2 separate regions of the Canis lupus genome follow, and region 2 is linked to region 1. A link is a contact called in public Hi-C data. All regions are on one chromosome and are shown on one strand. Each heading gives the region's core, a stretch centred on a gene start, on an enhancer-like site or on the middle of the called end of the contact. The rest is flanking DNA. Distances are from core to core; before and after follow the strand shown. Region 1 holds the start of H1-2 (histone H1.2). Region 2 overlaps H1-6 (histone H1t).

Evidence for each region. Hi-C and Micro-C count contacts between places; a contact is called where the count stands out from the background.
Region 2: a contact with region 1 is called in a Hi-C map of blood, with 6 times the contacts expected there. The contact joins the enhancer-like site here to the promoter of H1-2 in region 1. A contact is called at or near these places in 6 of 9 Hi-C or Micro-C datasets (amygdala, blood, liver and 1 more).

What each region holds. Positions count from the first base shown.
Region 1 is chr35:25,424,684-25,429,608 of UU_Cfam_GSD_1.0, reverse strand. It overlaps H1-2 (histone H1.2), which reads left to right and starts at 3,013. Exons shown (of 2, transcript XM_038584341.1): 1 at 3,013-4,092. The coding sequence starts at 3,064. The coding sequence ends at 3,705.
Region 2 is chr35:25,456,626-25,461,550 of UU_Cfam_GSD_1.0, reverse strand. H1-6 (histone H1t) reads left to right here. Exons shown (of 3, transcript XM_038584342.1): 2 at 1-1,836; 3 at 2,137-2,278. LOC111093991 (a long non-coding RNA gene) reads right to left here. Exons shown (of 3, transcript XR_005384416.1): 3 at 3,934-4,165. Among named protein-coding and RNA genes, the nearest start is that of HFE, 13 kb to the right of the region's middle. Within about 2 kb of position 1,905, at least 15 of the 20 cell types and tissues checked have an H3K27ac peak or open chromatin away from gene starts, as enhancers often do. A contact at or near this core is called in blood and liver, where this site is marked.

The DNA of each region.
Region 1 (4,925 bases), core at 1,764-4,263:
ATAAAGTTGGCTCAAAGCAGGATATAGGAGAATGAAAGATGTATTTAGTTAGGGAAAGAAAAAATACTGGGAGGCTGAAAAACTCAGATACAAACTGGTTAATGATCTACTACTGGGCAATGCAATCATCACTCTTAGGGTTATCTTCTCTACTGGAAAGAGTTCATTTGCCTCTCTACTGTATAAAACCCTTATTAAGTGTATCAATCTTCTACAAGTGAATGTCTAATTTTACATACTATGGACCTAATCAAAGAGTACCTATGAAGTCAGTTACCTTCTCGAAAGCTAGGCTGTCCAGACGATAGCTAAAAGTCACAGGTGGCCAGTGAGCACCTGTAAGGTGGCTAGTCTGAAATGAAATGTTTTACAAATATGAAATACAGGAGATTTGGAAGACTTGCCATTTGAAAAAAAGAAACTTAAACTATCTTATTTTTTAAAATATTGATTACATGTTGGAACAGTCATTGTTTGGATATATTGAGTGAAGTAGAATATGTATATATTTTTTTCTTTTAAGAAATTTATTTAGAAAAATAACCCTCCCCTGCCCGCCCCCCAAAGTAGAATATATTATTAAAACTAAATTCATCTTTTTCTTTTTCTTTTTGCCATTGTGACTACTAGAAAACTCACATATTACATATGTGACTCACATTCTATTTTATTGTAGAGCATTCTTAGAGCATCAACTGACCCACAAATGAACCTAGAAAATTTCCTAACACAGCTTAGAATGACATGAAGAAATATTTTTCCCTTGTTTTTAAATTTTAGGTAACTTTTCTCATCACAAGTTACAGGGATCTGGGGAAGGGTTGCTTGTTTCTCTGCCTTCTGGCCTCTACCATGAGGCCAGGAGGTTGGGAGAAAGACTGAGAACTGACCCCTATCTAATGACTTGAGATCTGGACATCAGATTTGCATGTAGGGAGATGTGTTTTGATTGATTCAACTTGAGTGATCATATTAGAGAACTAAACCACAGTAATCAAATTTACAAGCTGCTGATTTGTAAATCAGGACACCAATTTATAGTGAAGGGAAGTCCAGTGACCTGGCAATCGAGACTCTACACTGCTATTTTCCTGATGGTAAAGTACACTTAACTGAATTTCAGATGCCTGGGGTGGAGGGTGCTGGGTAGGACTCATTGCACAGAGAAGCAGAACAAAGTGGCATGTTCTTATTTTATTTTATTATATTGTTACCAAAGTATATTAGCATGGTAAAAGTGCTTTAGTTATTCAAACACTTTCAATAACTTCTTACAATTCTTACACCCAAAGTCACAGTGAGGGATGGCAGGTCTAAAGTGGTTTTCTATGGCTGCTAATTCATCCATCACTAATCTTATTAGGCTGTTAATTCCCAGAGGACATGATCAGGAGTAGACACAATTTCTAAATGTTGAACAAGTGTTATTCAATAAAACCATAGAGTTATCCTTAGTCTAAAAGATGCCTCATTTATTATCACTGAACTTAAGTTCTACAACATGTTGATTACAATCTAAGGAAGACATCTTTAATACATATTTTCATGTAGCTGTATATTTGAATGAGAATTTCTGGTAAGTTGTAATACTCCCTTTGTCACTAAATATAAACATGTAATTATACTAAATACATGACTAGTGGGGTATATTCAATTTTTTTCTCTCAAGAAAAAATTGCAATTGTGGCAACCAAAGGCTGAAATCTGAAGTACCAAACCTTAAAGAAGTAAAGCAAACAAGAATAGAATAAGTAAGACCAAAACAACAACGAAAAGAATATGTAAGACCAGCTTTATAGGGGATGAGAAGAGGCATTCTTATCAACAACAGAGAAATGGCCTGATAACTTCTATATTCTAGTACTTTCCCTCTATTTCTATTTAAAATTTTGCCATCCGTTTTGCTTTACTTCAAACCTATAGTTCATCTTATAAAAGTGTATCACATTAAAGTCAGCTGCTTTACTTCTATCGAGATCTTTGAATTCCCAGAGTGTCCATCTACACCATAACACAGGTCAGATATTGTTCCTGGGTTACTACCTAGAATTTTCCGGTGCCGAAATGTGTCCCTTTATTGAAGCATATAAAAATTATAATACATAAATGCCTGTTTTCTTTGAAAACAGATCATCTCAATGTCTGTAGCTGCCAAGTCTATTGAGGAATTAAATTATTTATTTATTTATTTATTTGCAGCCTTAGGGGGTCTCCCTTCTCCCTCATTATGTCTATTCTCGAGGGTCAGACCCCCTGCCTTGCACAACCCAGAGGGGAACCGGAGACCTTGTTAAAAACTGCTCAATTTCTCCCCTTTGGAAAAGTGAAAAGTGCCCCGCCCCCATCTGTGAAGAGACGGATTTGATCAAGAATTTCAGTGTCTTCAAGTCTAGGATTTAAGTCTCTAACCCCCCCACCACCACCAGGATCCAGGCCGCCCCCCAAGGCTTCCGAACCCCCTTTCGCCCGACCCTAACTGCTTTGGGCTGGCCCGGGTATCCTTGTCCCGGTCCACGGTTCCTGTGGATCTGTGCGCAGAATTCACAGAGGACCTGTGTTACTTCCCTCGCGAAGAAACAGAATTATCGTGAAAACTGAAGTGGAAACCATTTCATTTTTGTCTCCCAGAGAAGGGAAGCATGAGCCCAACCACCCCTGAGAAAAAGAACTTTCGGGGGCAAAGGAGCGAACAGGTAATTTAGAAGAAAAACAGAAAGTGGTCTCCGACCGTCCTGGACTTCCCTCGGAGTTAGGGGACTTGGGGGCGCCTGGGCGCGTCGTCTTGGGGCCTGCGGGAAAAATAAACCGAGAGCACGAAGCCTGAGGCTTCTCGGATCCTTTCCCGACCAAAGCCGGGGAATTTGGAGCGGGGCATTTTCACATATTCCCCCTTTTGTGAAGTGGAACAAACACAACTTAGGCGCACGGCGGCGGCTCGGAGCCTGCCAGCCAGGGGGCGAGCGGAGCACCAATCAGCGCGCGCCTGCGCTCTATATATATGGCGGCCCGGGCCCGGCGCACCTACCGCGCTTTGCCACTCGGCCCCAGCCCCGGATCCTCAGCATGTCGGAGACCGCGCCCGCCGCGCCCGCCGCCGCCCCCCCGGCGGAGAAGGCCCCCGTAAAGAAGAAGGCTGCCAAGAAGCCTGCGGGGGCGCGCCGCAAGGCGTCCGGGCCCCCGGTGTCCGAGCTCATCACCAAGGCCGTGGCCGCGTCCAAGGAGCGCAGCGGCGTGTCCCTGGCCGCGCTCAAGAAGGCGCTGGCGGCCGCCGGCTACGACGTGGAGAAGAACAACAGCCGCATCAAGCTGGGCCTCAAGAGCCTGGTGAGCAAGGGGACCCTGGTGCAGACCAAGGGCACCGGCGCCTCGGGCTCCTTCAAGCTCAACAAGAAGGCGGCCTCCGGGGAGGCCAAGCCCAAGGCCAAGAAGGCGGGCGCGGCCAAGCCCAAGCGGGCGGCGGGGACGGCCAAGAAGCCCAAGAAGGCAGCGGGGACCGGCACCCCCAAGAAGAGCGCCAAGAAGACCCCGAAGAAGGCCAAGAAGCCCGCCGCGGCCACCGTCGCCAAGAAGGTGGCCAAGAGCCCCAAGAAGGCGAAGGCGGCCAAGCCCAAGAAGGCGGCCAAGAGCGCGGCTAAGGCCGTGAAGCCCAAGTCGGCCAAGCCCAAGGTTACCAAACCCAAGAAGGCTGCGCCCAAAAAGAAGTAGGTTGTTGACCGTTTGCTTCTAAAACCCAAAAAAGGCTCTTTTCAGAGCCACCACTCCTCCCCGAGAAAGAGCTGAACATTCTGTACTCCGGCCTCTTTACCCTTAAGTTCCAAGACGCGGTGGGTGGTCGGCCCGGAGCCCCTACGCCAGCGGGAACGGGGCCGGGGAGCGCGTCCCGGGCTCCGCGGTGCCCCGGGCCTCCTCGCAGGAGGGGTGCGGAAGCGCCGTCCGGAGGCCCCGCCCGCCCCGCGCTGCGAGCACCGAGAACCACCGTCCGTCCCGCCTGCCAGTCCCTGCCTTCACGGATCCCCCGATTGGGTCGGAAAGTCATTTGAAAGTCCCGCCCTGCTCGCGGGTTGGCCCATCTCGCCGCCCCGGATTCTCCTCGTGAGTTTGTTATTGGGTGGTGTCCGGTCTCCTGGGTACTCGGTTTGTTGTTTCTAGCGGGCCGACTCTTGTCCTTTTCACTTGATAAAGACGTGAATCCGGTACTTGGGACCCGTGCCACGTTTGGAGTCCTGCCGGCGGGTCCGGTCTGGGGACGGTAGTCGGCCGCGGGGAGGGGAGGGGAGGGGAGGCTCGGACGCCGGAGCCCCGCGCGGTCGTGCTCCAGCCGGTGCGCAGCTGCCCGCAGGCACCCGGCCACCGCGCACCGCTGGGCCAGGTCAGGTCCCTTTGTGCCTCGCGTCCCGTGTCTTGGGACCAAGGCGTGACGGGTCGCAGCGCAGCACAAACCACTTTCTGTCGGCCATTTTGTCCTGGTGGCGGGCCGCGGAGCTTCATCTCAGGCAGACGTCAGCCTCTGGATACCGAGGCGTCCCGATTGCGCGTCTGTGCGGCCCCAAGTCCCCAGTTTCCACGCGAGGAACCACGTAGGGGAGACTTGGAAACGTGTACATATATGGGGGTGCGGGGTGTTGTCTCTAATGAAGGGCTCGGGTTTATATTCCCGGTGTTACCTGTGGGTTCTTTTACAGCGTCCGGCGTTTCTTCCGGACAAAAGCGTTTCTTCCTCGTCCTGGTTTTACTCCGGTGAACACGATTTTTCCTTTGAGACGAGTTCAAGGAACAGGGGCTTCTGGAGATTGGCAGCTCAGTTCGTCCATCGCCACAGTGACGGATCTGGTTGTTAATCTAGATAAGGTCTCCCGTTACCGGTGGTGGCCACGGGTTTCAGCCCCTCCCAAAAGAATTCGGATACTTTAATGTCCGTTTTCGTA
Region 2 (4,925 bases), core at 656-3,155, 33 kb before region 1:
TGAGAGACACAGGCAAGCTCCCTGTGGAAACCCCATGTGGGACTCCATCCCAGAACTGAGGGATCATGACCTGAGCCCAAGTCAGACATTCAACCACTGAGTCACCCAGGTGCCCCTAATTCTATGTATTTTATGAAGGGAGTGTGTAGGCTTGTCCAAATTGTGTTCCACAAGCTGAGAGATATTAAACCTTTATGGAAATATTGCAGCTGCCAAGTTAAGGTCCAAACTGAACTAAATCACAAAAACTATTATTAGGTTCTCCAAGGTCCAAGTTAAAGCATTTCTCATTTTAAGCAAAATTAGTTTTTCTGCTTTCACTTAATTGGGGATTTAGCACTCCTAAAGATTACTATATTAAATTCATGGTGTTAATCTTATTTTGGGCCTTGGGTGTTTGGGGCAACCTTGAACAAAGCCCAGTACAAAACTTGTATATGCAATCTTGCATAGATAATCTTTAATATACAAGTTTGTACTACAGATAACTCACTAGGGCCTAGCCTTTCTAAACTCATTTACGTAATTGGGCCTCTGACAACAATGGGAAATGAATAAACATAGTGGTTTAAAGTTGTATAGAAATCAACCACAGCCCGTGCTTGCTTGGGTATGGAGGCCAGTTTGCTTTCAGGCTGGAGCTGCAGCGCCGGGAAACGCCTCACTGGCCTGGCAAGGCCTCAAGTCCCGAGTGCAGCGGCCACGCCCACGAGAGGGCTGACCCGACTCCGCCAGGCCGCCCGCAGGTCCCGAGCTCTGCTCGAATCGGTCCAGAACTGGCCCTGCGATCCCGAGCGCCTGGCATTCAGCAGGCTAAAAAAAAAAAAGTTAAGGTTTTTCCTACAGTTCCGGGGACAGCTATTCAACCCTTTTTAGCCAACGGAAATATTGCCCTGAAACTCCCGCCCCTTCAGTTTACCTCCCGCGGACACCGAGGATCCTCCAAAGTACCTTCGGTGACCTACCAATTAGTCGGTAAAACTCCCCCAAAGCCACTTCACTTTACGTAATGGACTTTAAAACATTTTGCAAAAAATTACTTTCCTGTGGCGCTATCCCATCATGAGCAAACCCCTGCATAAACGTTAATGATCATACTATGCAGAAGTCCCGTACGTAATACGGAGGGAACCTCCGTAACCCTAACAATTTACACCAAGCACAACAGCCCCTTAAATAACTTCGTGGGCGGCCCTGAAAAGGGCCTTGGTGTTTACGAGAATGGCGGATGCGGCGCACTCAGCCGCCGAAGCCGTAGAGGGTGCGGCCCTGGCGCTTGAGCGCATAGACCACGTCCATGGCCGTGACCGTCTTGCGCTTGGCGTGCTCCGTGTAGGTGACGGCGTCCCGGATCACGTTCTCCAGGAACACCTTGAGCACCCCGCGGGTCTCCTCGTAGATGAGGCCCGAGATGCGCTTGACGCCGCCGCGCCGGGCCAGCCGCCGGATGGCGGGCTTGGTGATGCCCTGGATGTTGTCGCGCAGCACCTTGCGGTGGCGCTTGGCGCCGCCCTTGCCCAGCCCCTTCCCGCCCTTGCCGCGACCAGACATGGTTGCCGAGGAAGTGACTCCTCCGCCGGCACGCAGCCCTTTAAATAGGATATTTGCGGACCTGATTGAGAACAGCACCCCTGATGGTTTTCCAAATTAGGTCAGCCTGGGGGCGGGGCAAGAAGACCTCGTCACCATCTCGACGTTTTGATTGGCCGGTGCAACCTCGCTCTTCGTCGGAGCGTCTTCGCGGACGCGCAGGTTATGGCTCTTCTTCGGCTGAAAATTTTCTTTCCTGCGTTGTTTCTTCCTCGCGCGTTTGCAAATTTAATATGTTTCTACCAGGTAAAGCCGCTGAAGAAAAGAGAACCACTCATCGTTTCTTTTTATTCCCGTCCAATAACTAATAAATTACGTAATTCCTTAGGGGAAAGGATGTAGAGGTAATATGCGAAGGATGGAGCATTTATAGGTCAAGGGACCTTCCCTCTCGTTCTTTTAATATTCCTATTTAACTGTCGCATGTAGAAGGCCTTCTTTATTCTGGACAAAGCGTAAGCTTGGCCATCTAAAAGCTCTGGCTCCACGTTTGGAAACAAACAAAAAAAGAATAATTGCAAATTAAAACTTCTTGTTCTCTTTCAGACATTTATTGGGTGACTCCTGTTTCTACAAGTCTGGGAGAGAACCTGGGAACCGAAAGATAAGCTTGGACATCCCTCCCCTGGACCCTCTTCCAGGCCTGCCGGGCCTGCCGGATCTGCCTGCAATTCCTAATAAGCTCCCCTTTCCTCCTCAACTGATGCCTTTTCAAAACTTCTCTGGGTTTAGAGATGAGAACAAACGTTTTGTTGAGTTGGGGCTTAATTGTAGGGCAGGGCTAATACTTGATTAAGGTCATTACAAAGCCTACAGGGCCCTCCCCTGGAGGGCCTTTGATAAGATTATTGGTGTTTTAAACAAGGCTAATCCCATTAAGTTAAAAAAAAAAAAAAAAAAAAAGAATAGATCAGAATTGGATCTGAATGTGATTGGGAGAAGCCCTGTCAAATCAAAATTTTCTCCTTAGCCTCCTCTCACAGCTTTTGAAAATGTCCATGATCAGATTTACTCTAGTTGAAACGAGGTTTAACCTCTGCCCATCCTGGTTAATGAATAAATGCCTATTATGGATACTTAAAATGATTCTATGGACTGAGACAGATCACATATTATATATAACCTCCTAATCTTTCAGGTGAAAAGAGAGGAGTCCCAGGAGAGGGTAGAAAAGCTCTGAATGGCATATGATTTGTAACACTTCTGGAATTATTAAGTAGTTATACTCTTTTCCAGATTGAGGGTTTTTAGGTTCCTGACTTAACCCTCTCCCCACTGCAAACAGATACTTTATAAGGGGACTTAGCTAGGAAGAAATGTCAAACATTATAGAGAAAAGGTGCTGGGTCTGAGGTTATAAGTAAAACTGAAATCTCAACATGATTTTTAATTCATGGGAAGATATAAAAATACCACGTATATAATATGATAACCTCATGCAAAAATCTGTGGTGTGAGCCACCCTTGTTAGGCATCCCAGCAAATGCCCTCTGCAATTCAACCAGAGGTTTAGGCCAGCTTTCCCTCAATTTTATTTTGTCCACTCTGTCATTAATAAAACTTCACTTTTATTTTGACACCTTATTCCTTTTTCTATTCCCTTCTCCTGATGTCCTCTTTTATAAATTTTTTCAATGACATTGACTCAAAAATCACAAATGTCAGGATAGAAATATTTAAAAGGCATACACATGCAGATGTATATTAAAAATGGATCCTTCCACTCTGGGAAGAGTACAGGTCTTACTTGGTCATAAGGCTTGGCAAAGCTGGTGCTCTCTCTGGAACCTGTAGATCTGGTTTTCTTTTTACCTCCCTCTCACCCTCAGAGAGAACCTGGCTTAAAAGAACCCCATTCATTCAACATGTGAGGTAAGCCTTTCAGCTAGAAACCCTACAAATTGTGGCTAATAGGTCACATCATACATTTGAACGAATAAAACCATGATGTTAATCAAAAGTCTTATAAAAATATGGAATGCCCACAACACCCTCTGCAGCAGACTAACTCAAAGTATCAGAGCTGAGGAATGGTATATGTATATATGATATGATGTATGTATGTATGTATGTATAGTATGGTATATATAGAATGGTATATGTATATATTCTTTTTTTTTTTTTTTTTTTTTAATTTATGATAGTCACAGAGAGAGAGAGAGAGAGAGGTAGAGACAGGCAGAGGGAGAAGCAGGCTCCATGCACCGGGAGCCCGACGTGGGATTTGATCCCGGGTCTCCAGGATCGCGCCCTGGGCCAAAGGCAGGCGCCAAACCGCTGCGCCACCCAGGGATCCCTATATTCCTATATATATATGGTCAACAAATAATTCTGATACTTGCTCAGTGTTGAGAATTCCCAATATACATCATCACTTTTTTAAAAAAATATTTCATTTATTTATTCATGAGAGAGGCAGAGGGAGAAGCAGACTCTCTGGGAGGACCTGATGAGGGACTGGATCTCAGGATGCTGGGATCATGACCTGAGCCAAAGGCAGACAGACGCTCAACCACTGAGCCACCCAGGTGCCTCTACATCATCACTTTTACATGTATAATTGTGAGAAGAAATCCTAGGGAAGAAATATTTTTTATTTATATTACAGTCAAAGAAAGGTGTAAGTTCAACCTGACCCAACTTAGTTTCTAGGGCTTTATAAAAACATTATTTTCAAGCATTTGGGGATATCACTCCTGGTCTGGGACAGATGGCTTTTCCAGCCACCGGCTGATGGATCTTATTGCAATTTAAGGCCTCAATGCATTTCTCTTTTCCAGCCACCTAACCTTTTTCTTGGTATGAATACCCATTGCCTTATTCACTTTCCTTAAATTTAATTTTCATTCCCATTGGCATATCTGTGTCCATAACATATACCATATCTTTCCCTACTTGCTCTCCTTCCTGTTCTAGAAAATGGTCTACTTTTTCCTTTCAGTCCAAACATTTTACTGTAAGTTTTTATCCCTTCCACTCCCTGCCGTCTTTGTGTGGTGTGGCCTTGCTCCTATTCTCAGTTTATTTTGACCTATCAAAAGAAAGTTCCTTGGACAGAGAATTTCGGTCAATATCTTTACTTATACATTTATTTGTTTCAAAATATTTATGTGTCTAATTAAATTTCATTTTCAACATTCTCTGGAATGCTTTCTTAATCACATACACAAAGCACAAAAAGTATTTTACACTTGTTTTAATGGTGAAATTAAATGTGATTAATTAATTACTGTGATTCCACACATACCCAAAGGAAAGACCATTAAGTGTTACATCTGTATTTAAAACAGATGCTCTCTCTTGTACATATTGTCAAGACCAAAGGTGGCAGTATC